Regions from separate parts of the Mus musculus genome. Here region 2 is linked to region 1. The links are chromatin contacts, called in public Hi-C maps. All regions are on one chromosome and are shown on one strand. Each heading gives the region's core, a stretch centred on a gene start, on an enhancer-like site or on the middle of the called end of the contact. The rest is flanking DNA. Distances are from core to core; before and after follow the strand shown.

Region 1 (7,404 bases), core at 4,124-6,623:
CCATACACATAAAAACAAATAAATGTTCAAGACAGTATTTTTTAAATAAGCCAGTTCTATCTCAATACACCAACAATAAATAGTTACACCGCTGTGTTCTACTGTAGACTCAAAGAGCAATGCTGAAAAGACACTGGCCCCACAGAGTAGATTAGACATGTTCAAAGATAAAGTCATGCAGCCTGACTGTGTGTGTGTATGTTGGCACACATGCAGAGGTCAAATAATAACTTACAGGAATTGCTTCTCTCTCTCCTTCCACCACTAGTTCCAAGGCCAGGCTCCCAGGCTTGTGAAGCAAGCACTTTAACCCACCAAGCCTCAATCTGGCCGAAGCAGATTTCTTGAGCCAGACTAAGACAATCTTTTTTTTTTTTTTTTTTTTTTTTTTTTTTGGTTTTTCAAGACAGGGTTTCTCTGTTTAGCCCTGGCTGTACTCACTCTGTAGACTATGCTGGCCTTGAACTCAGAAATCTGCCTGCCTCTGCCTCCCAAGTGCTGGGATTAAAGGTGTATGCCACCACGCCCGGCTAAGAAAATCTTAAAGAACAAAGGTGAAGAATTTAAAATATCAGATCTCAAGACAACTTCTGCAGTCATCCAGTCATTTGTGTAAAGATGGCAAAGATACCACTGGAGCAGAAGAGCTTTCTACCACTGAGACACACCCTAGCTCAAGTCAAGACTAGCTGATGAGGACACAATAAATATTACTTTGGGTTTGGTGGGGATTTGATTTTTTATTTTTAAAGACAGTTCACTCTGTAGCCCTAGCTAGCCTAGAACTTACTATATAGACTAGGCTGGCCTCAATCTCACAGAGATTCACCTGGGTGCTGGAATTAAAGATATATACCACCAGCCTGGCCTACATATGTGTATGGATTAATACACATTAATTACACATGTGTATGGATGTTTCGCCTGCATGTATAGCTATGTACCTATGTGCCTAGTGTCATTAGAGGCCAAAGGAAGGTGTGAGATAGAAAGTGATGAGTTGCCATATGGGTGCTGGGAATTAAACTTAGGTCCTCTAGAATGTCAGCAAGTGCTCTTAATCACTGAGCCAACTCTCCAGCCTCTACATTAAATATTCTTGGGCTAGAAAGATGGCTCAGCAGTTAATGGCTAGGCTCACAACCAAAACTAAATATTCTTGGAGGGTGGGAGGAACCAAGATCAATCAATTGAGTTACATTAAAATTTAAAACTTCAGGCTGAAGAGATGGCTCAGCGATTAAGAGCACTGACTGCTCTTCTGAAGGTCCTAGTTCAAATCCCAGCAACCACATGGTGGCTCACAACCATCCGTAATGAGATGTAATGCCCTCTTCTGCTGTGTCTGAAGACAGCTACAGACTATTACACATAATAATAAATAAATCTTTAAAAAAAATTTTTTTAAACTTCTACTGAGGTGTGGTTGTGCACACCTTAATCTCAGCACTTAGAAGGCAGAAGCAGGTAGATCTTTGTAAGTTTGGGGCCAGCCTGGTTTACAAAGGGAGTTTGAGGACAGCCAGAGCTATGTAGAGAAACCATGTCTTAAAATCAACCAAACAAACAAACAAACAAATCTTCTATACATATATGTACAGAGAATGTATAAAGAACTTCAAATCAGGGGGTGGAGAGATGGCTCAGAGGTTTAGAGCACTAGCTGCTCTTCCAGAGGTCTGGAGTTCAATTCCCAGCAACCATATATATGGTGGTTCATTAACCATCCACAATGAGATCTGGTGCCCTCTTCTGGCCTGCAAGCTTACATGTAGATAGACTACTGTATTCATATTAAATAAAGAAAGAAATCTTAAAGAAAAAACCTTCAAATTAGAAATAGACAATCCAATCAACAAACAAGAACTAAAAGCTTGCTCGGCGCTCCCTCATGTACCTGCAGAGAAGCTGCTGCACACTTCTCTGCAGGTGGCTGCAGTCAAGAAGCCATCTCTCCACCTGGAGCTCTACAGCACATAACAACAGTTCCTCATACTGAGGGTGACCATGTGGTTGTACCAACTGTCACCACAACCACTTTTGGCAGCAACTCCTGAGGCTGGTGTCCACTACAATTCCACTCCTTAGAACACTCCAACAGAAACACACACAGCTAGTTCTGCACCTCCCAAATGCAAAAGTATCCTAGGAAGATTAGGACCAGGGTCAGCCTCAGGGGTCCTGACTGCAGAAGGAACAGGCAGGGCCCATCTACACAAGTGCTGCAGGGCAAGTAAAGGTGGATCTCACAAGTCCAGGGAATGGTGAAAAGACAAAACATACAGATTTCCTATAGAAAGTCAAGCATGCGCAAAGGAACCAGTAGTGAAGAGCTGGACCACATTAGAATGGAGGACAGTCACTGATGGCAGGAAGCAGGAGAGTTTTCACAGGAGGCATGGTCCTATCCATACCTTGATCCAAGCTCCCCAAGCATTAACTGGAGAGCTGGCTGAGGCACACACTTGTGGCCTGTGCAGTCCTCATGCATGCTCCAATGTAAGTACACTGACTGAACATACATGCCCATCTGGTCACATTTTTAGCTACCAGAGGACCCTGATTCCAGGAAGTGAATTATCTAGAACAAGTTTACTCTGTGACACTAGACTCGGGTCAGATATGATGTAACTGTGGACACAAGCATGTCCTACATTTGATGAGGCACTGCAGAGCAGCAAGCCAGCACAACCTAGCAACAGGTGAGACAGTTCTCACTGCCTGAAACTCACTACCCACAACACCCACCAGCTCTGCCTCCCCTGTGCCTGTTCTTTCCAAAAACCTCAATGTTGACCAGCCACTGATGCAGAGTTGAGCTGCAACAAACCCAAGTGTAGAGTAGAGCAAGTAGGACTCATGACCTCCTGAAAGCCTCTTGAGTATGAGGCAACGGAATCTGACCTAATTAACCTGCTCATTCCTAAGACTCCAGGAAGAAAAGACAACTCTCTAGTCACCAAACAAAACCCCTCAGCACACAACACTAACACCAAATTACTGTTTCTAAAAAGGACATTCAAACATTTAGTCCCATCTCATAGAACTGACTTTACAGCTGAGAGATGCATCAAGGCACTCATTACTGACTTGCTAACTGATATCTGCAGACACACCACAAGAGCGTAAGTGCAGATTCCTTGAGCACCAAGGAGACGCCCATCATGAACCAGTAAAGTGGGCTGTCAGCAGGAATCTAAGCAACCCCTGCTCCACATGCCTGCCTCTCACCTTGGGCTTTGCTGGCTATACTGCCTTCTCCTTCCTATACCACTTAACTCCAAAAGAGGAGGCTCTAGCATACCAATCTAAATGTGATACTAAGGACACAGTAGGTATTTCAAGCTCTGAAAGTCTCATCTGCCTGGGAAGAGGAGCCTCAGGATTCAATTTTCAATCCTTTCTCCCCTGAAACAAAGTTTAGTTACAGCTCACAGATGTTCTGGAGAAAGCCTGTATAAATTTTTCCCATGAAATGAGTTCTATTTATCCACAAGATTTCCCTAGGAAATTGGAAGTCCACAAGACATAAACCAGGGATAAGATAAAAAAACCCTGAGATCCACTCCTCACAGATCCACAGCAGACAAGGACAAGTTTAAGACAGAATGGGACACTCAACACAGCTCAACTGCTTCATAGCCCCCTGTCAAAAACATTTAAGTGCTTTCCTAAATCTAGGCAGTTTCCCAAAGAGGTATGACAGTGGAGTGGTGTGGTCACATGGCTTTGGTGGATCCCCATTTTTTCCCCTAAATTGAATTCCTGAGAATTTTACCAGTGCTCAGAAAACATCAGAACCATCACTTCCCAAGTGGTTACACAAAGCAGCCAGCAAGCTAATACACTAACAAGACAGTCCTGCAGACATTTAAAGGCAGAAACCTTCCTTGATTTCAGTTTGATGGGCATACCTGTGGAAGTGCAGTATTGAGCTGCCTCTGCAAAGAATCTCTTTCATGACCAACTTCATGCAACTTCCCCTGGGTTAATGCCAGTGTTTCTTGTGTCTCTCTTAGTGTGTCCAGAAGGCGGTCCCGTTCTTCCAACATGGAAACCATGAGCTGCTCAAAATGCGAATCAGCATCTGGCTGTGAAGGGGAGCCTGACCCATGGCTCCCACCTCCTCCTGGAGGGCCTTCTGCTTCACTAATGGTCGGCATCACCTCGCACATCATCTTGAAAAAGGAACGGTACAGACCACAATCAGTAGGTGCAGAACAAGAGTTTCCACAAACCTGCAGCTTTCTGAGCACCACCTGTGGCTAATGAGAAAAAGGCTGACAGCCCCAGAGCTATCCGTGACGATCATCCACTCTGGATGCACACACTCTGGGAAGTAGCATGCACAGGTCAATATAATGAGCAGATTGGGGGAGACAGTCCTGGGAGCAAGAGGAGCTGGGATGCTCACCTCCAACCAGTGGGGGTCTGTTTAAAATCCACATTTAACAGCTGAAGACAGTTTCCTCAGGAAGAGAGATTCCAAACAGTCCCTCAACCACAGAAGAAGACTGGAAACTGACAAAACACCAGCACTATGGACCCAAGCATCCTCCAGGAATGTGTGCAGTCAGCTCCTGGGAAGGACTAGCAGGCACCCTGACTTGTGGGGCTGGATATTTGGTGATCAGCGGAAAAAGCAACTGGATTGGCTTTTTAAAGTCTGGACAGAAGTGTTTAGCAAAGGCCTGCTGCTGTGTAACGGTTGGTCAGCCAACCCAACTTACATAAGTTCACAGTCAAAGACAGGGGAAAAGAACAGAAAGAGAAAATATACCCACACTGGGAATCTAGGAAGTCGGGACAACAGGGCTAGGTTAAAAAAAAAAAAAAAAGGAGGAGGAGGAGGAAAAGGTGAGATGGAACTAGAGATTGCATGCTGTCAGGGCACAGGGTGGAGGATGAAGCAGAAGGCGCTGCAGGTGCATCTGAGCAGCACCCGCTGCCCCGGCCTGGCTCAGCTGACCCCACAGCCTCACTGCCCCCAACCTCACTTACTCTGGCCAGTCTAAGCGAACTCGGACCTAACTGCTATCAACCCGTTTTGCCAGGCTAGCCGCAACTCTGCTGGCTCTGCTGACCCCCGCACACTGACCCTGCCGACCCGGCCCCACCGACCCTGGCCCGCCACCCAGCGCGGCCCGCTCCACCCGCCCTCACCTTGGCCGGCGGGCGCGGCTCCGGGGCTATGAAGCGGCCTTCGGGCGGCGGCCGGCTGCGGGCCGACCCACGCAGCCCCGCGGCTGCGTCCTCGCCCGGCCCCCGGGCCCGCCGCCCCGCTCGTCACGAAGGCCGGCCCGCCGCCGCGGGACACTAGCGAGCGCAGAGAACCGGGCCCGGCGCGTCGCCGGCGTCAACGTGCCCGACGTCCGGCGCGTCGGCGCGAGCGTCAGCACCGCCCCCCGCGGGAGAGGTTGGCCGCGGGGCCGTGCGCATGCGCTAGATCCGCGGTAGTGGGCGGGCGGTCTATCGGGAGATCCAATTGGCTAGTCCTCGCTTTAGCCCCGCCCCCGGCAGGCCAACCCCCTGCGGAGACAGGGCGACCGTGGAAACACCGGTAAAGATCTCTGGCAGGTGTGCGCAGCTCGCAGTCCTGCTTCCGTGCTCTCACGCCAGTGTGTGTGTGTTGACGTCACCCAAACGCCGACGTCACCTGAGCACTCGCCCCCCCCCTCAAAACCCAAGACCTCTGGGGAGTCCCGCCGGACCACCTGCAAAACCGGAAAGTGCTGACAGGTCGGGCAAGGTACCTTCTACCTCTATGCCTACCCTTCAGAAGTCTGAGGCAGGAGAATTACAGCAAGGTGGAGACTCTGCCTGTAAAATACAAACAAAGGCTACTGCCATCAACCCTGACGACTGAGTTCGAACCCTAGGACCCAGAAGACCTGCAGTAGATCCTCGGAACCTACATAGTCCTGAATGTTGTCCTCTGACCTGCACACATGTATCGTGTGGGTGCATACATGTGCTCACATTCACACGCGCACACACAACAACAACAAAATGTAAGGGCTCAGTCACTCTTGCAAGTATTAGAACCTAAGTTCCATTTCCCAGACTCCACGTAAAAATAAAAAGCTAGCTGGCCTTGGTGCTACACGCCTTTATTCCCAGCACCCAGGCAGATCTCTGGGTTCAAGCTAGCCTTGTCTACATAGTGAGTTTCAGGACAGCCAGGAGTACATACTGAGACCTTGTTTTAAAACTTTTTTTTTTAATTAACGCCAATAAAATAGTCCAGAAACCAAAGCAAAATGATCATCAACCATAACTGAAAAGCCAATAAAACTTTCCAAAGGCCAAGGCAAGAATACTGTCGACTAGTATAGGCTACATAGAGAGCCAGGACAGTCAGGGTTACATGGGCAGATTCCTGTTTCAAGAAGTCAGTAATTAATTACAAAGTCAAGTTACAAGTATAACCAAGCACAATAGTGCCCACCTGAAATCCTAGCACTCAGAAAGCAGAGGCAGGCAGGCAGATCTCTGAGTTTTGCCCGATCTATATAATGAGACCTTTTTCCACAAAACAAGTCAGAATGTAAATAGAAGCAGCAAAGTCTTTAAGGACTATCAGCCACTGCACACAAGTTCTCAGTTGCCTTGATCTCAGGTTTGGATTTGAGGAAATGCTCAAGCCAGACGTGGTGGCGCACGCCTTTAATCTCAGCACTGGGGAGGCAGAGGCAGGCGGATTTCTGTGTTCGAGGCCAGCCTGGTCTTCAAAGTGAGTTCCAGGACAGCCAAGGCTATATAGAGAAACCCTGTCTCAAAAAACAAAAACAAAAACAAAAACAAAATGCTCATGTCTCCCCAGAGGTTCCTGCCAATACAGCCATCTCCTAAGAAACTGATCCAGGACCAAACACAGCTCAACAGGGCATACTGTACTGGGTCCTCTTCCACAGTCAGCACATGTATGAAGCTGGCATGGCAGAAAGCTAAAGAAAACAATGCTTCTCCAGCAAGTTTCACCACAAGCTAAGAAGCTGAGCTGCCCTTAGCAAGCAGTGCATGCTTTGCAAGATGTGTGAATGGGGAGGTGTAACCACCCTTAGCAACAGTGCATGCTTTGCAAGATGTGTGAATGGGGAGGTGTATCCGCAGAGAGATGTCATCCTGCTGGTCCCTAATGCTCAGAGCTCTTCCCCAGCTTTCTGCCTGTGGAAATCCCAGCTCCCGCTGATTGGCACCTATTCTTGCAGACCATAAATCAGCAGAGATGGATGTGAAGAACAGAAGCTACAGGACCATTGTCCCTCTGGATCGCAGAGACATGGCTAACACTCACAGTGGTTTAGTTTTTTTAATCCCATTTGTCCATGTCTCTGTGTCTGTGTATGTCTACACATGTGTATACTACAACATACATGTAAAGGCAGGAGGACAACATGCAGG
Region 2 (6,868 bases), core at 1,562-4,061, 220 kb after region 1:
CGGACTGTGACACCTACTGAGTCTCTCTTAGGATGAATGGGAGCTCAGGCTCTGAGAACTGGCCTCTCTCATCCCAACCCTGCCTTGAACTGGACCTGGACACTTGGTTCTTGGCTATTGAGAACAACAGTTTCCGTGGCCTCCTGGAGCTGTCTTACAGGTGCCTGGAAGATGCCAGGTCCTTTGGGGCACTAGGCCAGGTGCTTGCTTAGAAGAGGTAGGCTGGGGACAGGCCATTAGCGGTACCTTCTACCTGCCCAGTTGCCACTCAGTCTCCCACAGGCAATTCCCAGAAGCCTCAGCCTTTGGGCTTTTCCAGTGTCCATAGTTCTAGGAACCAACTCAAGGACACTATTCCCCAAGGGACTCTGGGCTAAGTTGTCCCTTCCTCTTCCTAGTGTTTGGTCAGGTGCAGCCCTGCCTAGAGGCTCTGGAGTCAGAGCCAGCCCAGCCCTGTCACACTGAGGAACTGGGCCCTGCCTGCCCCAAAGGTCCCTGAACCACTCGAAGGAAGACAGCAATGTCAGAAGATTAGAAGGACACTTTGCAGGACCGTCCACCAGACACATGGCTTGAGTGTCTCACCAAGGCTCCGTGTGGAAACCTCAGCCCCATACCGTGTTAATAGAGGGCTGGCTGGGAACTCTAGACACTAGTAAGTGCTGAGAGCTTTGTGGGGTGTCTGGCCCTCCCTCCAGGTGATGCTGAGCCCCCACAGGACCCTGAAGACTATGTGATTGTCAAGTGGCCCTCACACAGGTGACCTGGCCCTCAGGATGAAGAGAGTTTTGTTCTTTATGAACACCAGACTCAGGTAGTCTGCTGAACTGACAGGAAGCACTGAAGAGACTTTTACCAAGAGCTGGCTTTCCACAAGAGAGGTCATCTGAGTCCCCCTCTGGTACCACTTCCTGTTACACTTGCTTCTCTGTGTTCCCAGCACACCAGAAGTCTCTATCCCCAGGGTTTTGTCTACACTGTCCTCTTCTCCATCCCAGAACTCCCTGGTGGCAGCCCTGTTGGGACTCCCTGGATGTCCCCCACCCACTTGTGGTGGGGACAGTGCTGGCCCTCTGCCTGATGCTGTTTCCCTTAGTGTGTCAGCCTTCCTCCTGGGCTGCAGGATCAGTGAGAGCTGTGGGAACCCTGGCTCCGGCCCCTCAGCCAAGTGACTCGGGGACATAAACCACAAGCAGGACAGGTCTGTCCCAACCCTCAGTCTAGATGAATACTGGGGAACTGCATTCATCACCGTAGAATTGAATCCCTCCCAGACCTGGAGGCCAAAGGGCACCAGTCTCCCAGAAATGGGTGCCTGAGGCCACAGTTCTAGTGGCCCTGGGCATAGAGGTTTCCAGAGAGGGACTTCATTCCTGACCCTGTCCTTGAAACAAAGGTTCTGTCTAATGTCCGTTGGCTGCAGGATCCACACGGCCCCAAATGCAACATTGGACTCTGCAGCCACCTAGAGCCGTGCCTCCCTTCAAGACTCTTCTGGATCTAGGGCCATTTCCACTCCCAGACTGAGCTTGCCTCTTCTTTTTCTCTCTGGACACTGGGCTTTATTCCTTGAAGGACAAATAGGTCATTTGATATTTGACAGACAGTGACAACCAGAGACCCTGAAAAGCCAAGGTACTATGAGGACCGAAGTGCCGGGTCTTCCTTATCCAGAGAGTTAGGATGAGCGGGGGACTACAGCAAGTCCCTCTCTGCATGTCTTAGGGTATGCAGGCCACCATTACTGGCATCCTGCCTCCAAAACACTGTTTATACTGACAATGGTGGCCTTCAAATGCCCCCCACACACACACACCTTCCCTCAACCAAGATTTAGAAGGGCCACGCCTCTGAGCTTCTACTGACCTCACAGAACCTGTTGCTTCAAGGAGGGGCAGGTTTGAGCATAGGTGCTGGGAGGGGCAAGCTCAAACCCTGTAGCCAGGGCAGCCATAGGCCCCCAGAGCTGCAACTCTGAGGCACAGGGTGAGGAAAGGAGAGTGTGAGCCCTGCCTTCCTGGGGAATGTGAGTCCGTAAGAGCAACTGAAGAAAATCTGTGGGAGCTGGCTGCCAAGATGGACTCCAGGAGGGCAGACCCAGAGAGGGAGGAGTTATCCAGGAAGAAGCAGCTGAGTCCGAAGGGAGGACTCACTGCAGGGGAGGACACAGGCGAAGAGGACTCACCCTGAGACGGACTCACTCTAGGAGAGAGGGTCCTGTGCAGGAGGAAGTACTCATTCTAGGGGAGAACCTGGGGGAAGGACTCACCCTGAGAAGGATTCACTCCAGGAGAGAGAGTCCTGTGTTAAGAGGGAGGCTTCATCCGGGGGAGGAAGATCATGGTGAAGAAGATAGATACAACCAGGAAGGGGAACCAACCTGCTGACCTTCACCTCAGCAGGGAGGGGATGCTGCCCGGGCAGCCTGGTGATGACACTGAGGGCCTGTCCAAGAGTCCTGGAGGAGTGTGTGCACAAGGAGCTATACTGCAAACCTGTGAGCCAGCATGAGTGTACATTGGGAGAAGGTGTGTGCTCACGCCAGAGCATGTAGAAAGGCAGGCTAGGAGGCCAGTCAGACACCCAGGGGGCCTGAACGCCACAGCACAGAGCCTCTGATATCTTTGCTGTGGTTTGAGCAGACACAGTCCCTGTGGCCAGGATGTTGTGGGGTCCCTTCTGGAGTTTTTGAGAACTAGGGAAGGGGCTGAGAACTGCCTGGCGGGCTCTGGGGAGTTGGCCTCTGGACTCTAGGCGGTGAGAAGACAGCTAGGTCCCCAGGGAAGCCAATGTGAGGGCCTGTGCTGCCCCCTGGTGGTGAAGCATGCCTATTCCATGCAGCTGCCCGTCAGGGACTGTTGGGTAAGTATTAAAGGGTATTAAAGGTGAGGCCTTCCTAGTGGGGTTTTGTGACCTGGGACAATAGTACAGGTCATCCCCCACTGAGGCAGGGCCTCTGCCTGGTCACAGTTTGTCCTGGTCACTTGCTAGATTTTAATCCATCCCTCCACTATGTCCTACAATTCTCCTCTTTACAGTTTAAAAGAAACTGTGACCCATGCAGGGCTGTCCCTAACATCCAGCATCCAAGAGCCACCCCATTCTTAAGCCACTTCTTGCAGTGCTTTATGCCCTGGGGGACCAGGAACCTCCTCTGGGGGTGAGGGGAAATGTGGAGGAGCCTGGGAAGGAACAGGGGCCACCAACTCCATTCAGCCTTCCTCTCCACAGAGAACATTATGCCTCTGGTACCACCAGAAGCCAAAATATATGATCTGCTTTGAAACACTGTGTGGAAGTAAGGCAAGAGCTGAGGACGAGGAAGTGTGGGCTCCCAGAAGAAGACAGCTCAGTGTAGGTAGGGTGGAACCTGGCTGGTGAACACTGGTCTTTTTAAAGACCAAAGAAAGACAGAAAGTGATGTAAGAGGAAGGCATGTCTAAGAGACAGTGCCAGCAAGGGTCATCGGAAGGCACCTCTGACTTTTAAGCTTGGACCAGCTGAAAAAAAATTCTAGGGCAAGTGTGGAAGCTCACATCAGAGGCAGGGAATCTCTGTGTGTTTAAGACTAGCCCTGTCTACAAAAGTGGATTATAGGTTCAGTTAGACTTTGTCTTATTTTTAAAAAAAGAAGAAGAAGAAGGAGAAGAAGAAGAAGAAGAAGGAGAAGGAGAAGGAGAAGGAGAAGGAGAAGGAGAAGGAGAAGGAGAAGGAGAAGGAGAAGGAGAAGGAGAAGGAGAAGAAGAAGAAGAAGAAGAAGAAGAAGAAGAAGAAGAAGAAGAAGAAGAAGAAGAAGAAGAAGAAGAAGAAGAAAAGGAGAAAGAGAGGAGAGAGAGAGAGAGGCATTTCAAGCAAATAGGCGCCCTGGGGAAGAAAAGAACCTGGCATATATTTATAAGGCATTTTTCTAAGAGCCCCCAGTGGAGTTGAGGATGTAGCATAGTTGTAGAATGTTCGCCTAGCATTCACAAAGTCCTGGGTTCAATTCTCAGCATTACACAAAGCAGGGATGGTGACATGGGCCGGTCATCCCATCACTTGGGAGGTAGAGGCAGGAGGGTCAGCTTGAGCTGCGTGCGTAGCAAGTTTAAGGCCATCCTGGACTTATGAGACCCAGAGCATGCAGAGGCCCAGGAGCGAGTGGGCTGGAGCAAGAGGGAGAAGGGAAGGGGGTGGGGGTGGGGGAAAGATCCAGATTCAGAGAAAGAGAAAAATGATGGGGAGGGTATGTGCTAGGGTAGAACCATAGATAGGTGACCCAGGGGGTTGAATGGAGGGAGATGGAGAATGGAGAGGATCTGACCTTGGGGCTGAGAGTCTCTGGAGTGCCACTGAGCATGACTGGATCTGGGTGGGGTGAGGTTCATGAATCATTTTTATTTGACTTTGCTGAAGTCCACCTCCCACTGAAATTCTCAAAAGAAACCACCATTTGCTCCTGAGGTCTGACACTTGACAGCCCCTGGCTGAGCTCATTCTGCTGGAACCAGTTTCTAAGATACTGGTATTTCAGCCAGCAAAACGGTTACTCTGGTAAAAGTGCTTGTGGCCAAGACTAACGTCCTGAATTCAGTCCCCGAACCCACAAGGTGGAGAAAGAGAAGTATTTCCTGCCAGCTGTCCTCTGGCTTCCACACTCACACGCCACTCACTCTCATACACACCACACACTCACACACACACACACACACACACACACACTCACACACACATCACACACTCTCACATGTACTCATTCAAACACACTCATACAGACTCACATGCTCACACACCCCACACATACTCATTCACATATGCATACTTACATTCACACTCTTACTCACATGCACACTTGCTCCCACAGACTCATGCTCTCTCTCTTTCTCTCTCTCTCTCTTACACACACACACACATTTTTTTAATGAGGCTGGAGAGATGGCTCAGCAGCTAACAACTCACACTGCTCCTGCAGAGGACCTGAATCTGGTTCCCAGTACCCACATAAAGCAGTTCGCCAACTGCCTTTAAGTTTAACAACTCAGGGCCTAATGACTTTGTCTGGCCTCCTCAGGCACCTACAAGCTGTGCATACATACACATAAAATAAAATAAATATTTTAAGTAAAAACAAACAAACAAAATATACTGCTATTTTTAAAGTGGTTTAGCACCATGTTAAAATGCAGTTTTGCTGTGCCTCTGGTACTTGAGCTCAGCCCTCACGTCTCTGCCCATCCCCAGCCAGCCATGCTCCCTAGTATAGCAGAGATGGGGCTAACTGCTTCACACACCCTGGCTGTTCCTGCCCTGCACTGGCCCTGGCGTCTCGATGGCTCCTTCCCTCTCTTCACACCACTAAACCTTCTGTCAGGGCTAGGCCAGGTTTGGGGAGGCACCATGGGCTGAGCTCAGGTTGTGGAAGACTTGAGAACTGAGGCCACATCAATGTCCCCAGGAAAAAGCCAGCTTCCCCGGGCCAGGAATGACATTGGGAAGTTCTCATGACTACCCTTACAGGGATGTGGCTTCTTATAGATGAGGAAACTGACGCACAGAAAGATGAATCAGTGCAGCCCTACCCCTGGGTGGTACCCTCCAACCTGAGGAGGATCGTGACCCACAGCCCTTTCCTCGAGGGGCAAGGCACCTCGGGTCACACACAGGCATTATCTACCCCTGATCTTTCTTACTCTCTTTTTGCTCATGTGTATGTGTTTGTTGTGTACATGAGTGTTCTTGTGTGTATATGCACATACATGTGTGTGCTCATGTACGTGAAGACCAGAGGTTGATACGGGCTTCTCCTTCAACAACTACCTTGTTACCAAGGCAAGGTATCTCTCTGTGAGCCTGGAGCTCAAAAATTTGCCTACTCTAGCTGGCCAGCTTGCTCCAGGATGCCCTGCTTCAGCCTCCCAGCTACTGGGATACAGATAGACCATCAAGTGTGCTTGGCTTTTCATGAGAATACAAAGGACACTGCCCTGGTCCTCACACTCACACAGCAAGTGCGTTGTTCCCTTAGCCACGTCTCCAGCACCTCTGTCTCTCTCTGTCTTTCAGCTGTCCTTTCTTTCTTTTCTTTTCTTTTTTTTGTTTGTTTGCTTGTTTGTTTTTGTTTTTCAAGACAGGGTTTCTCTGTGTAGCCCTGGCTGTCCTGGAACTCACTTTGTAGACCAGGCTGGCCTCGAACTCAGAAATCTACCTGCCTCTGCCTCCCAAGTGCTGGGATTAAAGGCGTGTGCTACCACCGCCCGCTATGTCCTTTCTTTTAATTTGTCTCAGTTGTTAGTTGTTTTGAGACATGCCTGACTCTATACCTCTGTGAGCTAGAACTCACTATGAAAGCCCAAGCTACCCTAAACTGGTGGCAGTCCTCCTGCCTGAGCTTCCCCGTATCAGGAGCGAGCTGCCTCTAATTCCACACTGTTCTGCAATCCCCACAGTCTGGGTGCAGTGACTTCCTGTGTTTGATTGACAGGTAATTCTTCCTCATTTGAGGGAATGGGAACTATGTTACCTCTGATTTCTCTGTCCCCAGCACCCAACACAAACCTGGCCTGTGTCCTCTGCTCAGCTGGTTTTCCCATGCTGAGGCAAATGAAGGGACATACAGGGGACACTCACACCCTGCTGTGTGATAGGACCTCTCAGCATTTCTGAAGAAGAAGGCTTTTACGACAGCAAACAATGTCTTAGTTATGGCTACCAACCACCTTTTTACTCTACCACCAGCTCTCCCATCTTCTTTCCCTTTTGCCTTGGCTACCAGGAAGCTCCCATCCTGTGTATAACCAAGGGCTGAGTTATCACCCCTGGCAGAGGAGCTATCGCTCCTCCCAGGTGGCTCTGCTCTCCTTCCTGACTTCCTTACCTGCTTTGGCTCTGC

The links. A called contact is a pair of places that touch in the nucleus more often than the background predicts.
Region 2: a contact with region 1 is called in a Hi-C map of uterus, with 2.6 times the contacts expected there. The contact joins the enhancer-like site here to the promoter of Ppfia1 in region 1. A contact is called at or near these places in 9 of 39 promoter capture datasets (the C10 cell line, the HPC-7 cell line, cranial neural crest and 5 more), 1 of 484 Hi-C or Micro-C datasets (uterus) and 7 of 115 datasets of contacts at active chromatin or transcription factors (differentiating embryonic stem cells, embryonic basal ganglia, embryonic forebrain and 4 more).

What each region holds. Positions count from the first base shown.
Region 1 is chr7:144,548,356-144,555,759 of GRCm38.p6, forward strand. Ppfia1 (protein tyrosine phosphatase, receptor type, f polypeptide (PTPRF), interacting protein (liprin), alpha 1) reads right to left here and starts at 5,374. Exons shown (of 32, transcript NM_001195086.1): 1 at 5,164-5,374; 2 at 3,915-4,178. The coding sequence starts at 4,178. It also overlaps the pseudogene Gm35626.
Region 2 is chr7:144,773,455-144,780,322 of GRCm38.p6, forward strand. No RefSeq gene overlaps it. Among named protein-coding and RNA genes, the nearest start is that of Gm34964, 12 kb to the right of the region's middle. Within about 2 kb of position 2,812, at least 30 of the 459 cell types and tissues checked have an H3K27ac peak or open chromatin away from gene starts, as enhancers often do. A contact at or near this core is called in pre-B cells and uterus, where this site is marked.